Regions from separate parts of the Mus musculus genome. Here region 1 is linked to region 2. The links are chromatin contacts, called in public promoter capture Hi-C maps. All regions are on one chromosome and are shown on one strand. Each heading gives the region's core, a stretch centred on a gene start, on an enhancer-like site or on the middle of the called end of the contact. The rest is flanking DNA. Distances are from core to core; before and after follow the strand shown. Region 1 overlaps Ildr1 (immunoglobulin-like domain containing receptor 1). Region 2 holds the start of Fam162a (family with sequence similarity 162, member A).

Region 1 (6,644 bases), core at 2,055-4,554, 650 kb after region 2:
CAGATCTTGAACACCACAGCCCATGTCCCCAGTCAGTTCTCACCTTCCTGAGCTGTAAGAGGAGGTTAGAGAGAACAATTAATTGGTGCTAGCTTTTAGTAGATCCAGATAATCCACCAAGTATTGGTAAACAACCCTCTTAGGACTTAAAGATGAAAGTTTTTGGAACTGAGCCTATGTTTTTTGTTTTTTTTCCTACAAGAATTAGAGAAATTTCTCTTGTCTCTGAGTTACCGGCCACTCCTCCCCCAGAGAATCTCTGTATAGCAGGAGAGAGTGAGGACTGGAGAGATTCTTCCAGTTACACAGACCTTGGTGATCTAGAACCATAGCTACTGGCTTCCTGTGCAGGCTGGTTCCTGTCCTTATCAAAGCAGAAGTAATCTACCACAAGTTCAAGGGGACCCAAGCAATGGGGAGACTAGGAAGAGGAAAGGCACGTTCAGTGGAGTGATCCCCCAGAGAAAGCCCAGCCTTAAAGTCCCATTGCTTTGCCAGGGCCAGAATGTCTGCCGCTGCTGGTGGTTTCCTGAAGCTAAAATGGCAAGAGTTCAAAGGGGGTTGGCATTCCCAAAGGCTGCTGAGGCGAAGGACAGAGAGGCCATGAGGTAAAAGGAGAGTAAAGAATAGGCCGGCTTCTGTGACAGCAGAGAGGTGGAGGTATGGAGTGGTAACCAGTCATGGGCAAGGGAAGTTGGAAAGTGTCCAGGGACCCTGGGAAAGAAGTATAGGTTTCAGAAGCAGATAAAATGTTATCATTTCTGTCCCTGGTAGAAGCCTTAAACATTATACTCCGTCTTTTCCCTCAGAGACAAAGACTCTACATCTGTGTTTCTCCTGGAGCTAAGGCGAAAGAAACAATTTATTATGATAAAAATGAGGGTCTCTACTGACTCACCTGTTGGGCATTCCATGGTGTTTGCCTCATTTAACGGCAGCAACTCTGCAAAAGATCTGTCTAGCCCGGAGTCTCTGAAAACTCCAAGTCACGCAGCTTGAGTAGCCTGGATGGTTGAAGTCCCATCTGGTCCTCAAAACCTTGGTTTAAGCAAGTCTGACCTTGGCGGCTTCATTTCTCAGAATTGTCTTGAATCTTTAAGCAGCTGGCTCTAAGCTGACAGAAGAGGCATCTGCACTCACTGTGGGATGTTGAGTTGGAATACAACTTCTGTGCTCTCAGCTTCTTCTATTCCTCACATTAAAAGACATCTCAAGGCCAGGCGTGGTGGCCCCTGCCTGTAATCTTAGTTCTCAGTGGGTGATGCAGGAAGACCCTTAAGTTTGATGCCAGCCTAGGCTATGGAGTAAGATTCTGTTTGAAAACACAGAGAAGAGCTGGGTGAGAAGGATTAGCGTGCTATGCTGATGGTGGCCAGTAGAAGGGGCTAATAGGCCCCTGCTCCTGTCTCCTTTGAGACTGGAGTGCTGTGGGTTGGTATTAAGATGTGGCAGCTCTAGGAACTACTTTGAGTGCATTTGATTTCTTCCTGGCAGGGCTGTGACTCATTAACGGGGCTGGAGCTCCGGACACTTCTGGGGGCTCTGTGGCAACCACTTCCTATTGTGTTCGAAGATAGCTCCTCAGTGGCCTCAGCAGACACTATGTAGCTGGGTACAGAACACGCGCCTTCTGCCCTATTCTTCTGGGCAGAGCCGTGCCGTTTTACAGCACACCCTGATGTCTGTGAGACTACCGGGGTGGAAGCCTGTCACAGTGTGTTTAGCAGTGTGCATCTGCTCCACTCGTGGCTAGGCAGAGTCTTTGGGAGTCAAATGGTACTTAGCCACAATCACCTGAGTTTCAAAATGGAAACTCAGGACCAAGAGCAAAATTTTAATTGCATTCTCTGCAGATTGTGTGCTTCAGCACAGCTGCACCTAGGGGACTGAAATGACATTGCAGAGACCCTTTGTGCTGCTTTTTTGGCCCGTCCCCCCAGGAAGGGAGTATTGCCCTGTTATTTGCCTGGCCCACCCCTAACTGGGGGGAACCCCAGCAGCTAGTTAAGGAGAAGAATAGAAAGGATCCGCTTTAACTCACTTCAGCTTTGTGTGTCTCTGGCCCTCGTCCCATGAGGTTTTTTTGTTTGTTTGGTTGGTTGGTTGGTTTGTTTTTTTGTTTTTTTGTTTTGTTTTGTTTTGTTTTGTTTTTCCCCCACCCGGGGCTGGTATTCCAGTTAGAAACATGCTTAAGGGATACACCACAGTTGTGTTCATCCCCTCAGAACAGATGGCCCTGAGTTTGCCCTGCAGGCTCAAGAGCTGCCAGGCTGGTTCATAGCCTCCTCTAAGCCTTACTATGTGGGGTATTTCTGTGTGACCTGAAGTTTGATTGACAGCCTATGCCCTTTGGGTGATGTGGAGAGCTAGTAACATGAGGACATGTTTTGAGGCTAGAATGTTGTTGTTGTTTTAAAGTTTTAAAGTAAACTTTCCTGGGGTGTGAGAGATGGGGTCTATAACAAGGAAACACAGCTCCTTGCTAAAGATACAGCCCCTAAACTCTTGTTTCCCTGCAAGATAGGTAAGAACGGGCTCCAAGGCGAGAAGCTGGAAGCACAGACCAAGTAGGAGGTGTGGGACTCCGGCTGGCTAAGGGTCTGCGTTTCTCCTTCTTCCCTTGCAGCCCTGGCCCGCCACCGCTACATGAAGCAGGTTCAGGCCCTAGGTCCTCAGATGATGGAAAAACCCCTGTACTGGGGGGCGGACAGGAGCTCCCAAGTTTCATCTTATGCAATGAACCCGCTGCTGCAGCGAGGTAAACTTTGCCAGAAAGTCATGGGACGGGGAGGGCAGAGGGTGAGGGCAGAGGTGCCGTCTGCCAAGAAGCATGCGCACTAACCGGGTGTCTTTCGATGGAGGGTGGGAGGGAGTGCAATCCTGCTTACTAACGTGACATTTTGATGCCCTGGTTCCTAGGAGGGTATTTGGGACCAGCAGTTCAGTGTGCTCCATCCTTGTTTCCATTCAGATCTGTCCTTACAGTCCAGCCTTCCACAGATGCCAATGACCCAGATGGCTGCTCACCCTCCGGTGGCTAATGGTGTCCTGGAATATTTGGAGAAAGAATTGCGGAACCTCAACCCAGCCCAACCTCTGCCTGCGGATCTCAGAGCCAAATCTGGCCACCCTTGCAGCATGCTCTCCTCCCTGGGCTCCGCAGAGGTTGTGGAACGCAGAGTCATCCACCTGCCCCCACTAATCAGAGACCCACCGTCCTCCAGGACCAGCAACCCCTCACACCAGCAGCGGCTCAATGCTGTTTCTTCCAGACACTGCGATCTGAGTGAGCGCCCGAGGCAGCGCCATCACTCCGATTTCCTCCGAGAGCTCCAGGACCAGGGGATGAGACCCTGGGCCCCGGGGAGAGGGGAGCTGGACCCCCATTGGAGTGGGAGACACCACCGCTCTAGGCCCAGCGAGTCATCCATGCCTTGGTCAGACTGGGACAGCCTGAGCGAATGTCCCTCATCCAGTGAGGCTCCTTGGCCCCCCAGACGACCAGAGCCCAGGGAAGGCGCCCAGAGACGTGAGAGACGCAGGCATCGCAGCTACTCGCCTCCTCTACCCTCGGGCCCCAGCTCTTGGAGCTCTGAAGAGGAGAAAGAGTCGCTGCCCAGGAACTGGGGTGCCCAGCGACGTCACCATCACCGCCGCCGCCGCTCACAGTCTCCAAACTGGCCTGAGGAGAAGCCGCCCAGCTACCGCTCACTGGATGTGACTCCAGGCAAGAACAACAGGAAAAAAGGGAATGTGGAGAGGCGCTTGGTGAGCCTGGGGCATCCTGTGGAGGGTCGGGCAGGATCAGAGAGGCTCCTCAGCTGACACAGGCCCAGCAGGGTTTTCCTAGTCCTGCATAACTGTCCCGGCAGGCTGAGGTACTACTTTTTCTTAGAATGAAAGGGCCTAGTCAGTGCAGGGTACAGAAGAGGCCCAGAGCTTGCACTGGATCTTCTCTGCCCCAGCGTGTGTGACTTTAGCCATGTTCTCTGCCCTTGGAGGCAGGTCAGGAGGGCTCTGCTGGTAAGGACAGTAAAGAACTAAGGCTCAGAATGACTAAGCACCCCACCCCCAACCCCGTGGTGGGGAGCTGGTCCTCCGGTCTCAGCTGCAGGACTGGATGTTGACTTGGCAACCTTTTTTCTCACAGGCCCAGTTAGAAACAGGCAAGAGGAGTTGTGAATGTTTAAGTGAGCAGCAACTGTGCTGTGTGAGAGGATGAGGGCTTCCTGGTGTGCCGGGGAAGGCTCATCAGACTAATGAAAACAGACCTGGGCATCCCACTTAATGAGTAAAACTTTAGAGTGCTGTGAACCTTGAAGATGCCAGTCATTATTTAGCACTCTAAAGGGGAAACACTGGAGGATACATGTCTACAGTACCCCTGCCCCTCTCTCCCCCCCTTTCTCATGTAGTGACTAAGTATGCCTCTTCTTTTTAGCAGAAAAAAATATATGATTTTCAAGTTTTTGGCTCAACATCTGAGCCCCACTTTCCTCTAAGTTACTTTTTTTCCCTTTTCTTTATTTCCCTCCAGTTAAAGTATGCAGCCCTTCTAAGCCTTAGAATCTAAGGGAAGGGTACAAGACACGCTCTAGACACTGAGCCAGTCCTGATTCATTTGGTCCTCACAAGGCTCAGAAAGGTTGAAGAACAAGGGCAAAGCACAGAGCAATAGAAAAAGAAGCCCGTGTTTGAACACAGTCCTCTGGTTCTCAAGCCTTTTTGGTAACCCACAGTTTCCTTAGACAGAAGTTGAGATCCATAACACTTTCTAGTGACTACGGCTTCCTAAATTTTCCCGAGCATCAGTACTTTTTTTTTAAAATCATCAAGATGTGCACAAGAAGTCATTCTACTACCATTTTCATTTATAAAGTTGTCTTTGAAAGATTTTGTCTAAAATAATTTTAAAATCCCCCATTGACTGGGGTCTGAGTCTGGTTTCTAGATATATCACTGAATTGCATTAAACCTTCTTTTTATAGTCTGATACTGCCCATAGGCCCAGGACCAAAGCTGAGTTTGCAGATTAGTTCATTTGAAGGGTGTAGCTTGTTGCCTTTATAGCTTTACTGTTATGAAGAGGCTCGGTGATGGCGCCAAGTGCTTCCTGCACAGGTTTCTGAAAGCACTGGAGCTTGACATTTTCAACACTGTGCAGTTAGGCCACTAGATGGTGACTTTTGTCTACGTGTCACTTGTGGTTTCTCTGGTCCTCTCATTAAAAGAACAAAAAGATTCATTAAAATACTTCATCAAATACTCAGAGAAATAGGAGACAAACTAAATGTTTTTAGGCTCACATGGAGCCTTTCAAGGGTAGTGCTTAACAAATACACACAAACTAGTGCTTCTGTGCACACAACTGCCTGCTAATCCAAAATAGGGAAGATGTTCTCTCTGCTCAGAGCCCAGAGAAATACAGACCTTCTGCTGTCTGTGGGAGTACCTGCTCAGCTGACTTAGGGTGAGTGCTCACTCATTAGAAGCCTTGCATGCAGTCAAATTGAAGCAGGAACTTCAAGCTTTCTACTCCAGTGGCTTCAGGCTGAATGATCCTTGTGTTTCTAACCTCCTTTAGACTATCTCTCTTTCCAATCTTGACCTAATAGAATGAGTTCCAAGACACTCTGGCATCTTCAAAACTTGGCCCATATAAATCGATTCTAGAGAGGAGAAAGCCATGGTGTTTGTTTCTGGGCTAACCTGTAGTGAACACCAGGTAATATATATATATATATATAGTATATCCTTAAGTTCTTTATTAATAAAAAATGTCGTATTGGGACCTGCAGTCTTCTACTTTGAGTATCCCTTGATCATGCCAGGTCTCCCTGAACAGAGTCCCTTTGTCTCTTCTCATTGTTGTCTTCTGTTGCAGAGAGCATTTACCCCAGAGTATTCCAATTAGAAACCTTGGCCCTTAACGAGTCCTTTCCTGATCATAAGAAACACATTTTTTGAAGCAGTATGATGCACATGCCTACACAATGTCTTTGGGACTGTTCATTACAGGAAAGGGTGTTCTCATTTCTGAACTCCAGCTGTAGAATTTCAGAAATGTAGCCAAATGACCCCCCCTCCCCAACATGCATGGAGAGGTTTGAGAAACATATCCAATGAGAAAACAACAACAACAGAACTCAAACAGACCCACAAATAACAAGAGATCCTTTGAAGAAAAGCCATTGAGTTTGTTCGGGAAAAGTGTGAAAGATAACTCTAGAGGAACACTGAAGTATGGAGCTAATGAAGGGGGTGGAGAGCAATGGTTCAGAGTGTAACCAGGAACCGAGCTGTCTTCACGGTCAGTAGAGAGGAACTGGGAAGTGGGAAGAGAGCGGGTCCTTTCTTCAGTCCACTGAAGACTGGCATTATTACAAAAACAACAGTGATAGAATGGAGCAAATAAGATTAGAAACTTTGGGAAATCCACAGTGTTGGAGGAAGGCCATTGAGAGGAAAAAGAATGGCCCCGCGAAAGGTCAAGGAAGAAATACAAGCAACCACTACTTAGTGGGTTAGACCAGCTCACCTTGGGAATTGCCTATGTGGGCTATAGATTTGAGCTGAATGTTGTTTTTTGTGTTCTTGTTCCTCAGGAGAGAGAGAGCTCCCATAGTGGACGGAGTGTGGTCATT
Region 2 (6,994 bases), core at 4,274-6,773:
CACTTGCCAGTCCTATCTTTTATGACCCTCTTTCCACTTCCCATCTTTAAGCTATCAGGACCTCCTTACTCTTACTTTGTGCCACCGTGGGAGGATTTGAAGGGCTCTCTAGCAGCCCGACACTGCAGACCGGTTTTGCCCTTTCCCCTTCCCTCTCCCTTATAAAACCCTTAGATTACATTCTTAAAGCTAGCCCTCAAGGTTTATTCCCTTTTTTGGCCACTGACTCATTCCAGAGACTAAACATCATGGTCCAGCAATCAAAATTCATTTTTTTTGGCGACACTGGCTAACCTGTACAATCAGGACTTACCAACCTGTCCTAGGGCTTCCCTTTCCCCCTAAAAAACCCACTTCAGTAGAGACACCTGCTTTCTGTCTCTGACCTATCCAGAGACTCTCCCCCAACCCCACGCTTGTCCCTGTGGGGTAATAAATCTCCATTGTGCTGAGAATTTGGTGTCTGGGTGTGTTCTGAGCTGACTCTGAGCTCCTGCCTCTCCGTTAGGATTCCTCCATTCTATTTTAATAAGTAACTTCACTACAATGGCTTCTATATTTTTTCTTCTCTTAGGTTCACAGGTTTTTTTTTTTTAACTGTCACTTTTTTTTTTATTAGATATTTTCTTTATCTATATTTCAAATGTTATCCCCTTTCCTAGTTTCCCCTCCGAAAATCCCCTATCCTCTCCCCCATCCCCGTTCCCCAACCCACCCATTCCTGCTTCCTGGCTCAGCATTCCCCTATACTGGGGCACAGAACCTTCACAGGACCTAGGGTCTGTCCTCCCATTGATGACCAAAAAGGCCATCCTCTGCTACATATGCAGCTAGAACCACGAGTCCCTCCATGTGTTTTCTCTGATTGCTGGTTTAGTCCCAGGGAGCTCTGGGGTTACTGGTTCATACTGTTGTTCCTCCTAGGGGGCTGCAAACCCCTTCAGCATCGTGGGTACTTTCTTCAGCTCCTTCACTGAGGACCCTGTAATGGATGACTGAGGTTCACAGGTTTTTAACTGAGAGTTCTTCTCACCATCACCCATAACCCACCAATACCTACAACACAGTAAGGTTTCTACTCTGCCCAATTAACGGGTCTTTGAGGGCATTCCTGTTCTTCTATCCCCCCTTTTGTGTGTGTGTGTACACACGTACCAGTCTTATTAGTTGCTCAAGCTGGCCTTGAGCTTGTTGTGGCTGCTCTTTTAAAGGACCTGAGTTCAGTTCCTAGCTTCCACATGGCAGCTCACAGCCCTCTGTAGCTCCAGTCCCAGGAGATCCAACACTCTCTTCTGGCCTCCACGAGCACTGCATGCATGTGTGCACAGACACACATTCAGGCAAACATTAACACATACAACATAAAAAAATATTATCTTTAAAAAACATTTTTTAATTATAGGTACAGGTGTGCACGTGAGTGCAAGTGTCTGTGGAACTCAGGAGAGGGCATCAGAGACCTTGGAGCTGAAGTTACAGGTGATTGGAAGCTGCCCCACATAGGTGCTGGGACCAAAGTCCAGGCCTCTATGCTCTGCAAGGGCAGCAAGTACTCTCAACCACTGAGTCACTTACATCACACATTACATCACACTCTTTACAGGTTATAGCAGTGCATCCTGTACACAGCTGCCTTTTTTTTTTTCTTTTCACAGCTGCCTTTTTAATGCTACAGCTTTTTTTTGAATCCTTCTCTTGTTGCCAAAATTCATCTGGCTCCAACTCTTTACAAGCTCACACTTCCCCCCGTAATGCTCCAAGGTAATATGAATTTTTCCTTGCTGCTTTTCCTGTTTTACACCTCTCCAGACTCCTAACTACCTCTTTTCTTTGCTCAAATCACTTCCTGTTTCCCAGAAGCCTTCAGTTGATAATCCTATCTCCTTAACCTTTCCCTTCCTCTAAATTCTAAAGTCAGTAGTGTACTGCCCCCTGGGAGGAAGAAAGGGGCAGGGAGTCCCTGACCTATAGTGCTTTCAAGTGACCACAGCAGATTTCAAGCTGCCGAGATGACATTACCATTTTTGAAGTTGGGGTAAGTGCACAATGCCAGCAGGACCCAGCTCAGCAGCACTCAGTATGCTCTGTAACCTAGAGCCTAATACATGCTGTATGCTCTCTAGCTGTATTATATGGGTTGGTTTATACACTGCAATAAAAAGCCCTAGGAAGTTGGCAGTGTATGGGGCACACGGTGTACGCTCAAATAGAAACTCACTGGCATTACCTGGAGCAATATGATAAGCAAAGTCAAAATTGTAGTAGTTATAATGGATGTGATCTCATTTAGGGTTCGTTAGCAAGAACAGATAAAAGAACAATGAAGGAGCAAACTGGAGCAGAACTAAAATCAGAGTGGGAGGCAGATATTGGTTATGTCCCAGCTTTGAACCTACGTGACCCTTAGCAAGCAAGTTCCCTTCCTATGCCGTATGTTTCCTCCTGCAGCCAGGGTGGCGGTGCACACTGACATCCCAGTGCTCAGAGGCTGAGGGTTCCAGGACAGCTGGGTAAGTAATGAGGCACTGGCAAGAAGCCAAAAGCAGTACTAAGTTCCTTCATCTGCATACATTAAGGGACTAGATGACTTCTCAAATACTGCTTGGCTTCAGTGCTCTGGGATATGGGTTAGACAGGGGAAGCCCATGGTTTCTGCACTGGTGACAGCCATGAAAAGGTCACTGTAAAAGCTGACAAGTCAATGGAGCACAGGGCAACAGAACTTCTTCAAGGTACGAAGAATACTATGTAAGTCTATTCATTCTTCTGACTCAATCACCCTACTGAAAGCTACAATGTCTTGGAGCCGAGGAGATGGATCAGTGGATAAGTCTGACTCCTCTACCCTTACGTAAGGAGCCAGGTGTGGCTCCTTAGTGCTGTAAGGAACAGCGCGGTGAGGGGTGGAGACCTGAGGATCTCTGGGTTTGCTGGCTGCCAGCCTAGTTCCAGGCTCAGTGAGGGAATAAAGTAGGGTGATGGAGCAGGAAACCCATGTCCTTCTTGGGCCTTCACCCGGGCACAAAATGTGTACACAGACTCCACATACAACACACATCTAAATAAAGATACAATATCTTAAAAGTTGTATCTATTTTATTCAGCTTTCAGGAGAAAAGAGATGTGAAAACTTACCTTATATTTGCTTAATCCAAGATATTTCCTAGAGTCCTTCCATCGAAACAATATGTACTAACAGATACTTGTAAGAGCTGAGAACTTAGTAACTCTATGGCAAAGCTAATCTTGATGCTAATGGAAGTCATGGCAGGGTGGGTGAGAAGCTAGTTAGCCTCGGAGTCTTAACAGTTGTGCTTCTTAAGAGAACCGGCACTGCTGGGATATGGACGTTAAGCCTCGGTCCCTCTTCCTAGTACATGATCATAAACGTCAGAACATGATTTCAGAAGCTCACAAGACCTCTCACCTGTAGCAATTCTGTAACAACTTTGACCTGCATCTATCTACAACTACATTCATGCAACAAGCAACTAAAGCCCATAAACCCTCTAGGCTGTTTGCGAAGGGAGTCCACCCAGGAGTTCCAAAGGAAGCGGTTACGCACAGCTCCACTGCTTAAATTGAGGACCTTATTCTGAATAGTATTCTGAATAAGAAAACAATGCCTAGATTACATTTCTAATTGAGCTGCCACACACTTGGTCAATGTTATTTATCAAATCGCAGTTGGTTCTTGAAAGTCCATTTGTGTATGAAAGTGTATGTCCACCTCACAAACACATCTGCATTTCACCTTAAGGAGCCCCAGCTGCACCGGGGAGGGTATCTGTGAGACCAGCCTGGTCCACATAGTGAGGTCCATGGCAGCCGGAGCTACATAGTGAATGTCCCAAAAGAAAACAAAAAAGCTCCATCTGGCTATAAGATGGTTAACTTACACATGCGCATATTCCAGCAGCAGCATCAACAGCAGCAAGGAACTCGGATAACACAAACTCACTGCCCTCCTTTGGTGCTGACTTTTATCACCAGGTGGTGCTACACAAGTTATTTAGCCCTGTGATTTATGTTTATTTATAAAGACAGGAGGGAATAAGATTCAAGGGGGGCGCTGTAGAAATCAGATAATGTAAATCAGAAAGCGCTTTTATTAATAAAATAGGTAAAAGTAAAAGAAATCACTGGAAGGTGCTCACAACACACCAGACACTCACAGATCACCTGGCAGTCGTTGCCCATAACATCCTTGGTGTGCTATTAAAACATTCCCCATCGGAAGTAAAATTGTTGTTAAATTGTGCAAGGAAGTCTGTCTTGGTTAGAGGCCCAGCAGAGAAGTTCCAAAACATCAGAAATCTTCCAAGACACTTTAGCTTTCCATGACGTGTGCTACAGTCTAGAAAAGTAACTACTGCCAGTGTTTAAGTGACTTTCACATAACTCACAGGTTGCTGATTCTTTTGCTTGCTCTTTTGAAAACTTTGTAATACTTAATAAACATGCACATCGAGATTTTAGATGATTAGATCTTAACTGATACAAATCAAAACCAGTAAAAGAATGAGTGCTTTTTCTCTTTCTCCGTTTTCTTTCTAGAGCAGAGTGGGTGTGAGTTTTTAAGGGTGTAAGCAATGCTGACCCATTGAAAGGTCTTTCAGTCGGTAAAATCTAACCTCTTCACCGGCTACTCTTTACGCAACTATTCTCCATGTACTATTTTTTTTTTTTTGCATTGCTTCAATTACATTTACAATATACATTACTCCAATAACAAAACGTGGAGCTATTCTTTCTCTAAAAATTTAACAACTCTGTAGTAATTTGATGCCATGGAACAAAGGATAGATCATGAAAGTTCATAAAGATGATCAAAAGGTAAGCTACCCTCTAAAGACCCTCAAGATACAAGCTGCAAACTCTCTGATTTCTCAACTTGATAATTCAAGGCTCTCTAGATTTCCCCGAGGCGGGATACGTTCACGTTACCAGACTCCAAAACACTCAACCGCTCCAATGTTTACTGAGAAAACAGGCTATAGACCTTACGTTATTAGCATAACACTTTCCCCTAAGAGAGTCCCGGCACTTACCGCACTATTGTTTAAAAGTATGTACTACCACCCACAACTTAAGGCAACAATTACTCGTATTCTGTGAGATCTTTGAGTCCCTCACCTAAAGAGGGAGGGACAAGTAGGAAGGCACAAGTAGAATAACGGATAGGAGAAAGTCAGGGTGGAAAGCATTACTTCCGTGGATAACTCTTAATAGGAGCTCACAGGAGGATGGGGACCAGGTGGAGGCATCAAGGCACTAACTTAAGATGGGAGCTGCGTGAATGAGCGCCAGATACCAGGGTCTCGGCCAGCCCCCCGCGTCTGCTAAGGCGCTGCGGTCCTCACACGGTTGCAGTAAGCAGGACACCCCCACCGGCGATGCCCCCTCCTGCCGCCCGCAGACCCGCGTCTCACCAGCCGCCAGGCGCAGGCCGCCGAGGCTCCACATGGCCACCCGCTCCGCCGACGCACAGCACCCCACGGCGGCCGCGGCGCTGGCGCTCAATGTCACCAAGGGCCCGCGTGGGGAGGGCGCTGGCGGGGTGGGCGGGGCGTGCCGGCGTGACGCAGCGGGCGTGCGGGACGTGCGCGACGAGCGGAGGATGCGGCCAAACGCCCTGCCTGCCCGGGCATGATGAAGGCGGAGGAGGGAGGGCGATGTCTGCCAACTGCGAAGCGCTGAGTAGTGTTTTAGGACTGTGCAAGCGAGTCACACACGCGGAGGGACTCGGGACCAGGGCCCTATGGCGTCCGGGCTTCGGGAATGCCCGAAGGAAGCCTGCTTTCCACTTAGCTATGTTTTTAAAAACATCTAGTCATTCTCACCGCTTGCCCACCCTCACCTCCCCAAACGCCGTTAGTTTCTCGACGCTTCTTCGAGGGGCTCATCCCTCATTAGCAACCCGATGCTCTAGGCTTAGCGAGAGGAAAGGCAACCGCCCGGGCTCACGGTATTTGCTGTCAGGCAGCACCGCGGACACCTCTGCTCCACGGTGATTGGTCGGCTGCGGGGGTCCTCGTGTTCGTTCAATATGGCGGCGCCCAGTGGCAGTGTGAACTGTGAAGAGTTCGCCGAGTTCCAGGTGATGAGGTTTTCCACACGTGGCAAGCTTGTCCAGCCTTTTGTCCCCACGTCCCAGTCGGTGCTTTGGTCCGGGAAGGGAGGATAGACAAACTGTAGGAAAAGCAAGTTGCTCAGAGCTTTTTATAGGGGAGCCTTTGGAGGTCATGGGGGCTGGGGGTGGCCTTGGAAAGCGGAGGTGCTCAGCGTAGGAGGTGCCGGAGGCTCACCGGGTCATTCTGGAGCGGTCAGGCCGAGCTCTGAAGCTGTGGGTAGGGATAGTTAATAGTTCAGTAGTTCTCCGAACTTCATTCCCAGCTTCTACCAAAACTCCCCTACTTCTAAGTTGAGATTTTGTGGGAGAGAAAAAGTGAAAGAGACCTTGTGTACTTGATAAAGTATTTGGCATAGTGCCTTTTTATGTGTGTGGTGCGATACAATGAATATTTGGAAGCTTGGGGGAGGGTTAAGTCAAATACTTGGTCTGTGCTATCGCCTTCTTGATCCCGAGAGAAGGTGTAACACTTAAGTCAAATATGTGTCTTTTTTGGTACTAAAAATTTCAAAGGTTGAATAGTTAACCAAGAATTCAAGAATAACGATCCGGATGTTGATCAATTCACAATGATGGTTCTGCTATTAAATTAGAGTTGAAGCTAAACAAAAAAACAAAAAAACAAAAAAACATGACCTTTAAAAGTGTATTTTAAGTAGAGATAGTAAAATTTGTTAAACATGTCATTTCCCTATCTGTAGTAACCGTAATACTTTGAGTAGCTTGTAGGTAGTGGTATTCTTGAAGATAACCTCACCAAATTGATTTATTTGGTAAATAATTAGGCCAAAAGTATTTTTTTAACATTTATTTTTATGGGCATCGGTGTTTTGTGGGCATGTATTTCTGTGCACCACATCT

What was found. Promoter capture Hi-C pulls out the DNA fragments that hold promoters and counts their contacts.
Region 1: a contact with region 2 is called in a promoter capture Hi-C map of embryonic stem cells, with 4 times the contacts expected there. The contact joins the enhancer-like site here to the promoter of Fam162a in region 2. A contact is called at or near these places in 8 of 39 promoter capture datasets (3T3-L1-derived adipocytes, the C10 cell line, the HPC-7 cell line and 3 more), 1 of 15 datasets of contacts at CTCF or cohesin (large pre-B cells), 8 of 484 Hi-C or Micro-C datasets (B cells, embryonic stem cells and granulocyte-monocyte progenitors), 22 of 115 datasets of contacts at active chromatin or transcription factors (the 230-238 cell line, acute myeloid leukemia, bone marrow-derived dendritic cells and 11 more) and 1 of 9 other capture datasets (macrophages).

Annotation. Positions count from the first base shown.
Region 1 is chr16:36,718,912-36,725,555 of GRCm38.p6, forward strand. It overlaps Ildr1 (immunoglobulin-like domain containing receptor 1), which reads left to right. Exons shown (of 8, transcript NM_001285788.1): 6 at 2,627-2,758; 7 at 2,972-3,768; 8 at 6,606-6,644. Among named protein-coding and RNA genes, the nearest start is that of Ildr1, 28 kb to the left of the region's middle. Within about 2 kb of position 3,305, at least 20 of the 459 cell types and tissues checked have an H3K27ac peak or open chromatin away from gene starts, as enhancers often do. A contact at or near this core is called in differentiating embryonic stem cells and embryonic stem cells, where this site is marked.
Region 2 is chr16:36,066,038-36,073,031 of GRCm38.p6, forward strand. Fam162a (family with sequence similarity 162, member A) reads right to left here and starts at 5,524. Exons shown (of 5, transcript NM_027342.2): 1 at 5,433-5,524. The coding sequence starts at 5,466. Ccdc58 (coiled-coil domain containing 58) reads left to right here and starts at 5,623. Exons shown (of 5, transcript NM_198645.2): 1 at 5,623-6,100. The coding sequence starts at 6,050.